Regions from separate parts of the Mus musculus genome. Here region 2 is linked to region 1. Evidence: chromatin contacts called from public Hi-C data. All regions are on one chromosome and are shown on one strand. Each heading gives the region's core, a stretch centred on a gene start, on an enhancer-like site or on the middle of the called end of the contact. The rest is flanking DNA. Distances are from core to core; before and after follow the strand shown.

Region 1 (6,684 bases), core at 1,515-4,014:
TGTGTGTGTGTTTGTGTGTGTGTATCAGATAAGAAAGGTTGGAGAAATGGGTGTGTGGCCAAGAGCACTGACTGCTCTTTCCAGAGGACCTGGTTTTGAGTCCCGGCATCCAGGACAGGCAGCTCCCTCTTCTGGCCTCTGCAGGAATCTGCACTCACATGTACTCACACATCCAATTAAACATAAGGATGACTTCAGAAAGTAAAAGGTAATTTTTGCATGACACATGGGGAGAGAGGCCTGGGTGAGCTTGCTCTCTCTTCCCAGAGATTAGACCTGGTCATGGAGAGGTGAGTACCAGAGTTCAAAGCCGAGATCTGGGAGTTGGTAACGGTAGGACCAGGCCTGAGATGTCAGCTTCCAGCTTCCCAAAGGAAAGGACAGTGAGTGTCAGTGGGTGATATCGGGGTGTTAGTGTCAGCTGGTGTTATTGGGGTGCACAGTATTCTTGACACAGACGGAGTTGCTGTGTTGCTCTCATCCAGGGTAGAATCCTGAGGAACGCACGGGCTCTCTGGGAATTCTGTTTAGAAGCCTTGTCAACAGCGTGAGTCAGGGCATCTGGGAAGGAAGTGTTTACCAGGACATCAGAATGTTCATCACTACCCGTGAGATGCAGCAGCAGCAGCAGCAGCAGCAGAAACAACAGACGCCAGCCTTTCCCTGCACTGGGAGAGGTTGGCGTCTCCCCTGGTCTCCCAAGTATTGAGGGCCCTCTGGTGTCCCCGATCGCCAGTGTTCTGCCAGCTCCCACACAGACCTTGTTTTCCAGAGCAGCTCTAAAAAACAAGTCATCCTCCGCCAGCCTTGTTCTCTTGAGGACAGAGCTGGGGTGCTCAGACTGGCTGGTTGGGAACAGCTGCTGCACAGCTGCGGGCCCCTGCACACACCCGAGGGGCCCCCCATATTCACCAGAAGGCCTCTGCACACACCTTAGGGTCTACACACACACATACACCTGAGAGCCTCTGCACACACCCGAGGGGCCCCCCATTCTTAACAGAAGGCCCCTGCACACACCTTAGGGTACATACACACACACCAGAGGGCTCCTGCATACACCCGAGGGTCCATACACACCTGATCCCCCCCCCCCCCCGCCCCCGCCGCACCTCCCCATACACCTGAGGCTCTCTCACATGCACACATACCTGAGGACCTAAATGGCCACTGGGGGCGTGTTCGAGGTTGGGTGGTGGCCCTCATAGACTTACATATTTTTCTGTCCTGTTCCTCACAGTGCAGGGAACAGTCTGCCTAGAAGCCCTGAGCAGTTAAGTAGTCTCAGTGAGGGAGCCTGACTGACATGGCGCTCGATGTGCACATATCTACGTGATGCAGTTTCACAGTTGTGGAGCGAATTAGGTTTTTCTCTCTTTTGAGGATTTGAGAACACCCCTAATTCTAGGGGGGTGCTTGTGGTTGTGTCTCCCCCTGTTGGTATGCAAACACCGGAAGCAGAGTCACGAAGGTTGACTGTGGCCTCCTGTTTTAGCAGCCCCTTCAAATGACCACAACAGCCACGAGCCATCAAAAGCCACATGTTTGCTTTTTAAATCCGCAAGGCACTTGTTTTTGTGAATGGGTGCCTCGTTTCCTGTCTTGGACTGTTTTGTTAAAGCCCAGGTGAAAGGCTGCGTGCTTCCATTAGCATCCCAGCTGCACAGACAGGGCATGGTCTGGCAAGAAGCTCACACTCAAGCAGTAGACTGGAAAGGGGCGGAGCGTGGTAACAACTCAGATCTATCGATGACTGAGGGGTCCAACTTCCCGTCATCCTCTGCCCAGGTGAAGCCAGCCCTAGACACGTTTCCATGTCTGGTCCTGATGCTCAGGGTGCCCTGGCTCCTGCCTGCCTTCTTCCTGTGCAGTTCTTCATCCTCAGAGGGAACACAGGTGGCTAGCTTCCCGCTGAGCTCTGCCTCTGGTTTCAGGCTATGTCTGCGAGAGGAAGGACCTGCTGGCGAATGGCTGTTGCGACGTCAGCGTCCCCAGCACAAAGCAGTACTGCTGTGATGGGTGCCTGGCCAATGGCTGCTGTGAAGCCTACGAGTACTGCGTCTCCTGCTGCCTGCAGCCCAGCAAGGTACGGGTCCCATCCCTTGTGTTCTGTGCATTTTAGGGGGGTAGCTAGGCATCTCCTGCAGTGTTCTGATGGTGCAGTGGCCTCTCCCGAGGGAGGAGCTGGTCTCCCTGCCTCACAGTTCCTTCTGCAGAGAGGACAATGCTATTGCTAACTAGGTATCTGGTGAATGAGAGAGACCTGGCTCCTTGCCCTCCCTGTGGGCCAGCTCGGCCAGCACTTACTAATACCAAATGCCTTGTTTCCATAGCAACTTCTCCTGGAGCGCTTCCTCAACCGGGCAGCTGTGGCCTTCCAGAACCTCTTCATGGCAGTTGAAGACCACTTCGAACTGTGCTTGGCTAAATGCAGGACCTCCTCCCAGGTCAGAAGTGGTGCTGGGGATGGAAGAGAGAGACAGAGCTGGAGAACCCTAGCTGACCGATCTGGGTAGAGCCAGGGAGGAAAGGGGCTTCATTGACGTTCTGCTGTGTTAGGGGGTGAGAGAGTTAGATCCAGTACCAGCCATTGAGAGGAGGCAGTAGTACTTGCTCTAGGGCAGAGTTGTGGTTCGAATTAGGATCCAAGGGGATAGGAGAGTCAGGCACATGGATATATCTGAGGCTTCTAGGGTGGGCACACACTGCCTGCCATTGACTGTCTGTTCTCATAGCAGGGAGTGCGCTGGAGGGCCTCTGCCACCATCACCAACCCCATCTCTGTTTATCTTCCCTTTTCCGTTTATTCTGGGCTCAGAGCCACAGACACAAGTCAGAGGACAACTTGTGAGAGTCTGTTCTCTGTCTACACCAATGTATATCTCGAGGACCAAGCATTGGCAGCCAGCACCTTTCAGGCTAAGCCATCTTGCCTACCCAGTCTTTCTGGCTAAGCGCTTGTCTCTGCCCTTTCTCAGACAACCACACGTCTCTTACACAAGCACACCCTTCTAGGATACACTCCGGCTTTGTGCTCGTTAATCCCCCTTCCCATCTCTGGGACAGGATAGAGGGAGCGGAGAGAATGTGAAATTCCACTGGTCTCCATGAGGAGGGGGCTTCTCAGGTGAGTGGGCGGGAAAGGAAGTCGGGTCACTTGCTCTTCCTGACCCACCCTGGCAAAGGGAACTGACTAGGGAGGTTCCTGCCGCTGTCCAAGCCGCAAGTCACTTCCTCTTGTGCAAATAGAGATAGTTCTCAATGGCCACTTGGTTCGAGTGCCCAGAGCCCAGGCTGCGAATCTCTTAGGTGGAATTAATATGGATGTATGGCTTTGGTAGGGGATAATTAATGAGCTCTAGACCAGCCAAAGCCTCAAATTGTTTGTATGAGAAGAAATTGCTGGGGGCGGGGGGATCTGTCAAGAGGGGTGGGGACGGGACATCATCTGGGCTCAACCTCACTTGCTGTGCCCAGCCAGGGCACTCTTGGGGTGGATGCTTGACTTGTGCACAGGCCCTTAGGGCCTGACTGCATTTTGACGTGTCAGGACTCCGCCAGGGACTGGGTCTGTCCAACCACAGGGTCAGCGGCCGATCTCGCTGCTCCACCGTATCTCCTTGTCTGTTTCAGATTGATTTTGTTTGTCTGTTCTCTTCATATTTACTATTGTGGCCGGGACACGCCACCATGTGCACGGGAGGTCAGAGAACAGCAGCTCGCTTCTCGTTCTCCTCTGTGGGTCCTGGAGATGGAGCTGAGGCTCTCAGACTTGGGAGCAAGCACTGTGTTAGCCCTGGCCATCCCATCTGCTCTTTTCGGATGGATGGAGCAGTCTCAGAATCTGCAGCCCGCAGTGCGCCTGTTGAGAAGCTCCCTGGTGGGCAGAAGAAGAAATGGCACAGGGATGTCCTATCTATTTGGTGGCACTCAGAGCCAACAATATCCTACGTCATGCTAGAATAGTACCTTCTAGGCATGCTAGAGGTCTGGCAGGGACTGTGGCTGTCACTGCAGCTGACCCTCTCTAACACACCCCTGTCTTCCTTCGCCAACAGAGTGTGCAACACGAGAACACGTACCGTGACCCCATAGCCAAGTACTGCTATGGAGAGAGCCCGCCTGAACTCTTCCCGGCGTGAGGCCTGACGGAGATACACACCCAGAACCAGGCTGGTCCACTGGAGTAAAGAAGGAGAAAGCCACACAAGGGTCCTTGTGGCTTTGGGTGTCTCCAGCTCCCTCACCGACAGCTGGAGCTGATGGGCGGAGCTGTTCTGTAGAGCAGGCTGGATGAGGTCCTGGCACCTTGCAGGCCCCTGGGACTGCTGGTCAGAGGCCAGGCACTTGCTTCTGTTTTGCTCCTACCTTGTAGTTATTTATTGACTTTTCAGAGTGGTGGAAGGTACGGTCATTTTTTAATTTTTTTGGTGCAGGACACCTCTGCCTGTCCAGATGAATACATTGGAGGAGGTGACCGTTGCTCTCATTTCCTGAGCGTCGCATGGATGTGCGTGCATGCTCCTTCACCGGATGAAAGTTAGTCTCTGGGAGTGCGGGTGTACAGACTCAGTTGTGGTTCTGTTTTAACATCTGACCAGCAGGCCCTTGTATCCATACCCCAACATTCAGGGGTATCTGAAGCCTCAGGGAGGTGCTGGTCCCCACTGAGCCTTCATAGAGCTGCCTCAGTGTGCTCATATACTGAAATGGTAGACAGGAAGCCTGAATCCCAGGCTGACTCTCCCAGTGGAGTTTGCTGTGTCTCCTTGAAACCCCTCATCCTCAGGGCAGGGGAGCCCTTCCCTTGTCTGTCACAGAGGCTAGGGGGACTGCGACTGTGTGCATGCACAGTGGCCATTCATTCTTGGCTGCTCTCCACGCCCGGTGGCATTTATAAAGAAAAGCCCCAGCTCTTAGTCCAATCTGTCGCAAGTTTCACATCCACCATCAGTGGGAGACGAATGTGGTAGCCACAGTCTAGGGAGCGTCCCAAAGGCAGGTCCATGTCCAGTGCTCACAGGACAGTTGTTACCAGCGACTGAAACGGAGGTTTGAAGCCTAAGGTCAAGACACCTCCTCCCGTACTCTCCTGTCCTGTTTACAGGCCAGCCTTTAGCACACACTTCCTCCCAAGACCTTTGACCCACCCTTCCAGTGGACCACGGTGTTTTGTGGTTTTGGTTCAGGTTGACCTGGGATGGACGGGCCGCGAGTCTCAAGATTTCCTATCGGGGCCACATGGAACACAGCTCTTTGTACCGTCAGGATGGAATTTCCCTCTGCTCCCTCCTGCTTCCTCTTGCTGTTCACATCGGATTTGTATTCTCTCAGCTCTACAGAAGGACAAACTGACTGTCAGTTGCTCCCTTGTTCTGTCTTGCCATGCTGGGATCGAACCCAGGACTTTGTGTGGGATTGGCAAACTTGCTGTTCCTGAGCCACGGCCCTGGCCAGGGAGTTGATTTTTAGTGTTAGATGCCAGTGATTCTCTTCTGTTTGCTCTGGACTTCACGGTGTGTTGACTCAAACTTGATAGAAGAACTGGGTGATCCTGCACGTTCTGGCACATCCTGGAATGTTCTGGCACGTTCTGACATGTGCTATATGCGTTTGACACCAGCCTTAAACTCCTGACTCTCCTGCCCTGGGAGGAGTCCACCCTTGGTTGCCAGTGGCATTGGTCATATTTAGAGTGTTGACCCAAGTTTTAGTATGAGCAGTCACATCTGTTGCCAGCTCTCCCCGGCTTGGCACCAGAAACGCATGCTGTGTGCGTTTGTGAGTTTATAGTCTGTGCCGTCATGATCAAGAATCCAGTCTGCTCGTGCTTCACTCAATTGATGAGGACATTGCAAGAGACAGGCCCTCCAGAGCCACAGCCAAGACAGAATGAACAGACCCACACAGGAACTTGTCTTGAATCCCACCCCCATGTCCTCTAGTGCAGAATCACCTCCATACCGTCTCCCCCTAAGAGCAGATGGCCTTCCATTATCCCAGACAGGAGAGGGCAGAGTGGTCGTCTATATCCACTCCAAGTCTGTAACACGAATGTCACTTTCAAATTGGCTGTGGCTGTGGAATGTGGTTTTGTGCTTTAATCAAGTAGGGGTGTGTGTGTGTGTGTGTGTGTGTGTGTGTGTGTGTGTGTGTGTGTCTTTAGAAATTCTCAGGATTTCAGACAAGTGTGGCACTGGCCAGTGAAGGGCCCCTGCCCACCTTCCTTGAAAGGTTGTGTTTGAGCTCCCTTGATGGGTTCCTAGGATCAGAGGCTGTAGTTAGTTTTGTGTACAAGACTCAAGTAATGTGGCTGGAGCCTGGGACCACTGCTTCTCAACAGCATGACTTTTCATTTAGAAAACGGGGTCACATGTTTACCTGCGAGTGTGCTCTGAGGTGTCCCGAGTGAGAGCCGACCTCCTGAGAGGCCAGTGTTGGCAGCCCCTGGGAAGCTGTAAGGCAGGGATGAGGGGTGGAGGGCTAGAGGGATGGATGGAAGAACATTGGTTGTGGTAATTAGGAACTTAATGCTGAGAGGGCCTTGGCTTTTTAATTAGGGAATTCGGGACCATCTAACCATATAGTGAGGACATGACCGCTCCAAGGTATGGTTGAGGGGATTGTATTGTAGATATGAGGGGGAGAGAGACAGCAAGAGAGAGGCAGCTGGAAGAATCCAGA
Region 2 (7,057 bases), core at 3,081-5,580, 350 kb after region 1:
ACCAGAACATCCACACTGAAAGAGACTGCACAGAGAGTAGGCTCCGGCTCATTGCCACATGGCGTGGGGCTTCAGTCTACTCAGGCTTAGTCCTGGAAGTTCCGAGCCAGTAACTTCTAGATGATAGCAGTTGGAGTTTAACATCTTCCTCCCTACCTGGTCTTGCAGGGCTCATGATCAGCTAGGAATTACTGGTGCTTTGTGGCAGATTAGGTTGTGGGAGGTTCTCTTCTCTCTCAGAGTAAACAGATTTAGGTGATCCTATTTCATAAAGTCGTAATCTGTGTGCCGAAGCTTGGAGCGAGATTGACTTTTGGAAGCAGATCACAAGGCGTGGTGCTGTACATCACGGACATTTGGAAGATGTGGCTCGAAGCCTTCCAAGTCTCACATTGCAAACACTATTACCACATGTTATTTTCCTTCATAAAGTAACATTTTTGCTCAGGATGTCTTACTCACCAGAAATATTTGTACCGTTTTGGGGGCACTGAGGATGGAGCCAGGGCCTGTGCCTGCTAGGCAAGCTCCCCACTCTCCTTTGCAAGCTTCTCAGAAGAAGCTTTGCAACCGAGTGAGCCTGAGCCCTGGAGGAAACCTGAGTACTCACTCAGAGAGCAGTGGAGCCCTGCACGCCCTGCACGTCCTGTGTGATGATGTGCACAGATGATGGCTGAGGCAGAGCAAGTGCTGGAAGGACACTGGCTGGTTCAGTCCCTCCATGCTTTGCAGGTGAGGAGACCTAAGAACTTTATAGAGTCCAACGGAGAAATAGATAGATGGCAAAGCTTTACTTTAGCAAAGCTCTTGGCTGCACTGCCCAAAGGCTCAGCACTGGCCTTCACCAGGACAGAGCTCTGTGGGCAAGCTTCCACTTGACTTTTATTTTCTTGGAGCTAAATTCTTCCTCCACATTTTGGTGAAGTTTCTCACTTGTCATTTACTTCTAACCCCTTTGACAGAGTAAAGTTTGGGCTCTCCTGAGGTATTGGCATTGTGTTACTAAAGAGGACCCGGGCATCTTTCCACTACTAGGGTTCTCATGAGGGAGACGAGGTGTGTGTGCCTCATGTCTGCAAGCTGAAGTGGCTGGCAACAGCCTGCGCCTGGTGGCAGTCAGGACGGCCCTGTGCTCTCCAGCTCAGCCTTCCAAAATGGCCTTTTTGTGTTGTCCACAGAGCTGCCACACTTGGGGACAGAGGGTGTGCTTCCCAGGTAGAGGCGCCTCAGGCAGTATTCAAGGCCTAGGCCCAGGGAATGGATGCCTTTGTTAGATTTTAGATACTCAGAGTCAGTACTTAGCCTTTCTGGTAATCTATTTCCTTGAAGTTGAAATGAAACTTTGTGAACACAGCCTCACTGAATATGGATTTCAGAGCTGTAACAATGCTCCTGCCTCTGCGGATTCTGAATGGATCTGAGTTTGGCAGTGAATTATGGATGTGTTATTTCAGGAATTTTGCACATGCCCTGCTTTAAACTACTGATTATTTCTGTAGAATGCTGTTGTGTGCGTTGTTGGCTCACGCAGTTGATGCTGAACCCATCAGATGGCTGCATTGTCCTCTAGGACTACAACAGAATTGATTAGATGGCGCGGGCAGCAGCATCTGCTCAGTTTCTCAAACTTCGGATGTTTAGAATTTATGTCTTATAAATAGGGTAAGACACATTATTTTGATGCCGTAACTTTTTTATGCAGTTTGATAATAGTGCACAGCCTTTTCCTTTACATAATTACTTTTGTAATTCATTTTCTTATCACATGGTTTATTTCCCGAGAAAGGCTCGTTAGAAGTAGTATAGATAAACATCTCTGACTTTTTATGCCATTCATCCATTTAAGTTGCCAGAAAGCCCTAACCGCAGCCCAGAAGACAGACCCATGCATGGGTGCTGCATCCACTGTTGCGTGTGCTGATGACGGCACCCAGGCTCTCAATGCTGTCCTTTCCATCCACACAGCGCGTATGTTTACAGATCAGTTGGTCACTGGTAAATCTCTCCTAGTGTTGCTCCACGTGATGCACTTTATTATTCCTCCGTTACTACATCTATTTTAATTATTTCCACTTAACCATTAATTCTTTTTCAAATCAAAGAGACATCCATTTTAGGGGTCCTTGGCTATTGCCAGTTTTTTATTTGACACGCGTGATTGCTAAACTTTGTATGATGATTTTGTTGTATTGTAGTCTGGAGGCTTCTGCACGGCAGCGGGTGTGGGGTAGGGCTCACATGTTCAGTGCACTCTAGCTCTCTTGAGCTGTCTCTCCATTGCACTTCTAGGTCTTGGAGGCTCACCTGCGGCTTAAGGCTAGCTTTGGTGTTTTTTAAACAGCAGTGAGATAGCTCCTCAGTGCAGGTCTCTGCAGAGCTGGTCTGATGTGGAATCAGAGCCTTAAAATAAAGAGTAACTCTCTGGCTCACCTATTTTAGCCATTCTGTGGTGCTTAAAGCAACTCATGCTTCGTGGTGGTGGTGGTGGTGGTGGTGGTGGTGGTGGTGGTGGTGGTTGCTTTCTTTGAACGTGTGATTCACACAGACTCACTTTTGTGTGGTAACTGCTTGTTACTCTGGTGCCTTCTCTTATTGAGAAGCCAAAGGACAACCTGCAGCGTCAGTTTTCCCCTCCCACCATGTGGGTCCTGGGGACTGAAGTCAAGTGTGAGGCCTGCTTGATGGCAACCATCTTTACTGGTTAAGGCATTTTGTGTCCCATCCTCCGAGCCCCCAACCTCCACCGCACATTTTCAGACAGAGTGTTATGTAGTCCAGGCTGGTCTGGAACTTACTCTGTAGCTGAGACTGGCCTTGATCCTCCTGCCCCCATCTCCCAAGTGTTGGAATTATTTAAAGGAATCTGCTGCTGTATTTAACCCCTAAATTGTTTTTAATTTAAAGTAGAAAAGTGCTTTAGAAATACTGAGAGTCAGCCAATATGCCATTTTCCTGGTCTGAGAAGGACACGAAAGGAGAAAAAAAGAAAAGACAAAGGAGCCAAAGGACAAGTGGCATTCCACGAGCGCTCCTCTTGTATGTCTGTGTGCATGTCCATGCCTGGTGCCCATGCAGGCCAGAAGGCTTTGGCTTCCCTGAAACTGCAACTCAGATGGCAGTGACCTACTATGTGAGTGCTGGGAACTAAACCCAGGTCCTTTGCAAGAGCATCAAGTACTTTCAGCTTCAAGTCTGTGAGCCATCTCTCCAGCCCTTAACCGTGTGTTGTCTGTGTCTTCTTCCCCATTACTTCAAGCAGGACAGGGTGTCTGCTGCTTCTTGCAGATGAGGGCGTGGGCAGAAGGTAGATGCCTGATGTTCTCACGCATAGCAACCCTTCTGCCCATTTTCTTAAGCAGAAATGGCCGAGGGTAGGCTTGTTCTATTAAAATTAAAGTTGCTTTTCCTGCCCATAGTAGCAAGGTTCTCTGGTTAGTGCTGTAGAACAAGAGCCAGTCCACTGCTGTAAACACCTCCGACCGACGCAGGAGGGGGCAGGGGATGGATACAGTGACTCACTGGTGGCCAGTGGATCCTTCCACAGAGAGAAGGAACACAGAGAAGAGAGTGCCAGACCAAGGCGTAGTAGACTCACCCCCAGACCTAAGCAGGAGTTAGATGACTTTTTGTGTTTCTAGGTGTGTCCCCCATGGGATGGGTGTGGATGTAGACGTTAAGGACTAAGCTTCAGCTTCCTGTGGTTTCCCTCCCTCTCACTGACTGTGACTTAGCTTTCCTAGGCTCCTTCTTGCCTCTACCCGTATTATCCAAAGCCACGCCGTGACTCACTGCTCCCTTCCTGAGCTAGCCCTGCACAGCGTTACTCTCCAGGCTTTCCATGCTGTGTGTAGGACAGGGGTTAGGAGCTGCAGCTGAAGGCTCCTCGTGAGCCCTGCCCTGCGAAGTCCTGTTGGTGTGGAGGAGCTGTTGGGCACGCAAGGTGGTGGGAACCCAGAGATACGTGTTAAGCCCTAAGTAATGTCAACAGTATCTGATGTTCTTGATACTTCCTAATTCACACTCCCCCTCTCCCCTGTGAGTAGCCTCGGTGTGCAGTGATGGGCCCAGCAGTTTATCCTGGGTGACAGAAGGTCTGTGAGAGCAGACCTCAGCACCTTCAAAGAGAAGCTGGGCCCAGGGAGGCAGACATGGGGTGTGCTGTAAATCCTGTGAGGTTGAGGCCAGGCTGTGATGCTACAGTGCAGACCCAAGGAGACACACACACACACACACACACACACACACACACACACTTGCTCACCCTCTACAGTGAGTAAAACTTTGTTAGGTTCCTGGGAAGAAGAGTGACTGCCATACTGGTCCTGTTTTGGTCCCTTGCCAGGTGCCAGGTCAGGCAGCAGGCTGTTTGTTATGTGTGTGACTCGTGCTTTCAGAGGTGTCTGTGAGTATTTTCATGTGAGCATGATAATGTTTTTAGGCTTTCTGTAAAAGAGGGTGGATTTCTGCGTGGTAAATGCCAATTTAAAGTGTTAGACTCCTTACATTAAACACCCCCAAGGTTGCTCTCTAACTCCAGCCAGCGGCGGCTGCTAAGAGCTGTTTTTGAAGCAGTTAAAGCTCCTTTTTTTTTTTTTTTTTTTGTCCCAGAAGAGCATCCCTCTGGTGGAAATGGAATAGGGCCTGTGCTAAGGGCTGAAGAATGGACAAAGAGATGGAGTCTTTATGGCAAGGAGCCCGGGGCTGCTGGCAGTTACAGATAGCTGGGCAGCACGTGGTGCTCCCGGTGCTCTTGGAGAGAGGCTGCTCTGCCTCTGCCCACTGAGCTCAGTGTGATGGAGGGAGGGAGCCTGGGCAGGCCACTGCTCAAGGATGGAAAGCGTTCCTTCTGTGCAGTTGGTTCTGACAGGGCACTGAGTTACCATTCTGCACTAAGGCTGAGACACTGCAGAGGTCATTTGGACGGCCGGGCAGGTGGCTTTGTATTAAGTACCTCTGCAGACAGCTTCAGCCAGGGGGTTTTATATTTTAGGACTACTAAACATGGTATTTTCAGGTACTTCTGAGACTTTTTCCATTTCTTGTTTGTCAACTGTCTTTCTTTGAGCTTGATGGAAAGGAAGCCCCGGTAATACTCCTACTTCCTCTATTCCAGACACTTGAGCTTTTCAGATAGTTCAAAGGCTAAAGAGCTTGTTGATGTTTTGCACTCCTCACTTCCTGCCTTTCTGCTGTGCGCTCTTGGCAGCTCCTGGCTCTCATTCTTCCCCCTCAGGAGCCTCAGTTGTGGTACCCTGGGTCTTCCCAGGGCTTCCCTGACTTCCACCTCCAGGGAAGAGGGTTGGTGTTGGGAGATTGTAAGGAACTGGGTTTTAGGAACTATGTTTTTCTGAAAAATTTCTACCTTTTTTTTTTTTTTTTTTTTTTTTTTTGCCTACTGTACATGTGCATGAGGTGTCAGATCCTCTGGAAAGAGAGTTACAGGTAGAGAGTTGTAGGTGCTGGGAATTGAACCTTGGGTGCTCTGGAGGAGCAGCCAATGTTGGTAACTGCTGAGCCATCTCTCCAGCCCTTCTCTCTTGCTTTTACCTCTTCATCTTGACTAGATTTAACAAGGCATTTAGGTAGCATTCTTGAGAGCGTTTTGGTAGAAATACTGAAAATAATTAGGTGCTGTATTTTAAGTGACTTTTAAAACAACAAACTACTGTGAAGACCTGTGGTGTTTATGCTTAAAGCCGAGCCTGTAGCTAGCAGTCACGCTGAGAAGAGGCACTGCTTTAAATCAATACGTAAAAGCACCCTCTTGGCACTGAAGAATAGAAATATGTTGCTTATTTGTCTGAAGACTGAGGTTTCTTAAGTTGTTGTCATGGCCCCTAGAGATGCAGAGTCTCGATCTTTTTACCTCTCTAGGGCAGCTGTGACCTTTGAAGAACTCTTGTCCCTTCTACATCCCAGGTTCCTAGATAAGGTCTCCAGGGTCAGAGACAGGAGCTGTGCATGGAGAAAGTGGCCGGTTCTGTTGCCCTTTTGACATATGCTTACGAAGACTAACTGGGGGTTTCATTTCTGCTATTTCTACGTTTGTGCATACATTTGGTTTCGAGCTTTCTTTTGATTATTTTAAAAATTGACCAAGTAGACGTTAAGCTTGCTTACATTTATCTTTAACACATGGCTGATACAATTACCAGAAGAGTTGAAGTATGACAACACTTCACAGGGTTTTGCACAATAGGTTAAGAAGTCTTTCAGTTTTTTCTGCCTGCCTTTTGGGAATCAAGTGCCTGTCTGTCTGTCTAAGGCCAGGGTGGCATTGCTTCTGAGACAAGTGCCTGTCTGTCTGTCTGTCTGTCTGTCTGTCTGTCTGTCTGACTATCTAAGGCCGAGGTGGTGTTGCTTCTGAGACAAGTCCCTGTCAGTCTGTCTAAGGCCAGGGTGGAGTAGTTTGCACACATAGGAGTTGAAGCTGCCTCTGCCTCATATACCTGTGAGTTGAGTATAGTCTGCTTGTCTTTCTTCCTAAGATTTTAATATGTTTTTTTTTTGTTTATGTGTCTGCATGTCTGCCTGTGTGAATTGGTGTTCACTTTGTGTGTGCTGTGTCTGTGGAGGCCAGACAAAGGTGTTGGAGCCATTGGAGCTGGAGTGACAGGTGGTTTTGGCTAGCATCATGTGGGTGCTGGGAATTCAACCCTGGTCCTGTGCAAGAACAGCCAGGGCTCTTAGCCACGGAGCCATCTCTCCAGCTCAGTGCTGCTTGCTTCAGTTAGTAGAAGTATGTTAGTGAGGATAGACCTTTGAAAAAGTAACCATTTAATTGCCTCCTAACATTCTGAATGTAACTATTTTGACATATTTAAACTATCTTTTCTAATTGTTGTCTTAACTGAGAAAATGAATATGATTTGAGGCAAGATAAAAGTTATTAATAGTTCGGGTGCATTTTATCTCCTTTGTTTTCTCTGTGGTAGTCCCTAAGTGATTTAAAATAATTTGTCTTTTTGTTTTTGATGCTCTAATACTTTTTATTAAGCTTAGATTTTTGTGCCCTCAGTTTGAAACTGACAAGTTTCAATTGAATGCTTCATTTTAT

Evidence for each region. A called contact is a pair of places that touch in the nucleus more often than the background predicts.
Region 2: a Hi-C map of bone marrow-derived macrophages shows a contact between it and region 1, with 20 read pairs. The contact joins two enhancer-like sites. A contact is called at or near these places in 12 of 39 promoter capture datasets (the C10 cell line, the HPC-7 cell line, cranial neural crest and 9 more), 2 of 15 datasets of contacts at CTCF or cohesin (CD8 T cells and large pre-B cells), 4 of 484 Hi-C or Micro-C datasets (B cells, bone marrow-derived macrophages, forebrain and 1 more), 11 of 115 datasets of contacts at active chromatin or transcription factors (the NIH/3T3 cell line, T-cell acute lymphoblastic leukemia, astrocytes and 8 more) and 2 of 9 other capture datasets (adipose tissue and embryonic stem cells).

Annotation. Positions count from the first base shown.
Region 1 is chr5:118,257,042-118,263,725 of GRCm38.p6, forward strand. It overlaps Spring1 (SREBF pathway regulator in golgi 1), which reads left to right. Exons shown (of 5, transcript NM_001081236.1): 3 at 1,935-2,086; 4 at 2,334-2,447; 5 at 4,059-6,073. The coding sequence ends at 4,142. Among named protein-coding and RNA genes, the nearest start is that of Gm25076, 6.1 kb to the right of the region's middle. Within about 2 kb of position 2,765, at least 38 of the 459 cell types and tissues checked have an H3K27ac peak or open chromatin away from gene starts, as enhancers often do. A contact at or near this core is called in bone marrow-derived macrophages and hematopoietic stem and progenitor cells, where this site is marked.
Region 2 is chr5:118,609,586-118,616,642 of GRCm38.p6, forward strand. The region is part of intron 2 of Med13l (mediator complex subunit 13-like); the gene reads left to right. Among named protein-coding and RNA genes, the nearest start is that of Med13l, 52 kb to the left of the region's middle. Within about 2 kb of position 4,331, at least 135 of the 459 cell types and tissues checked have an H3K27ac peak or open chromatin away from gene starts, as enhancers often do. A contact at or near this core is called in bone marrow-derived macrophages and hematopoietic stem and progenitor cells, where this site is marked.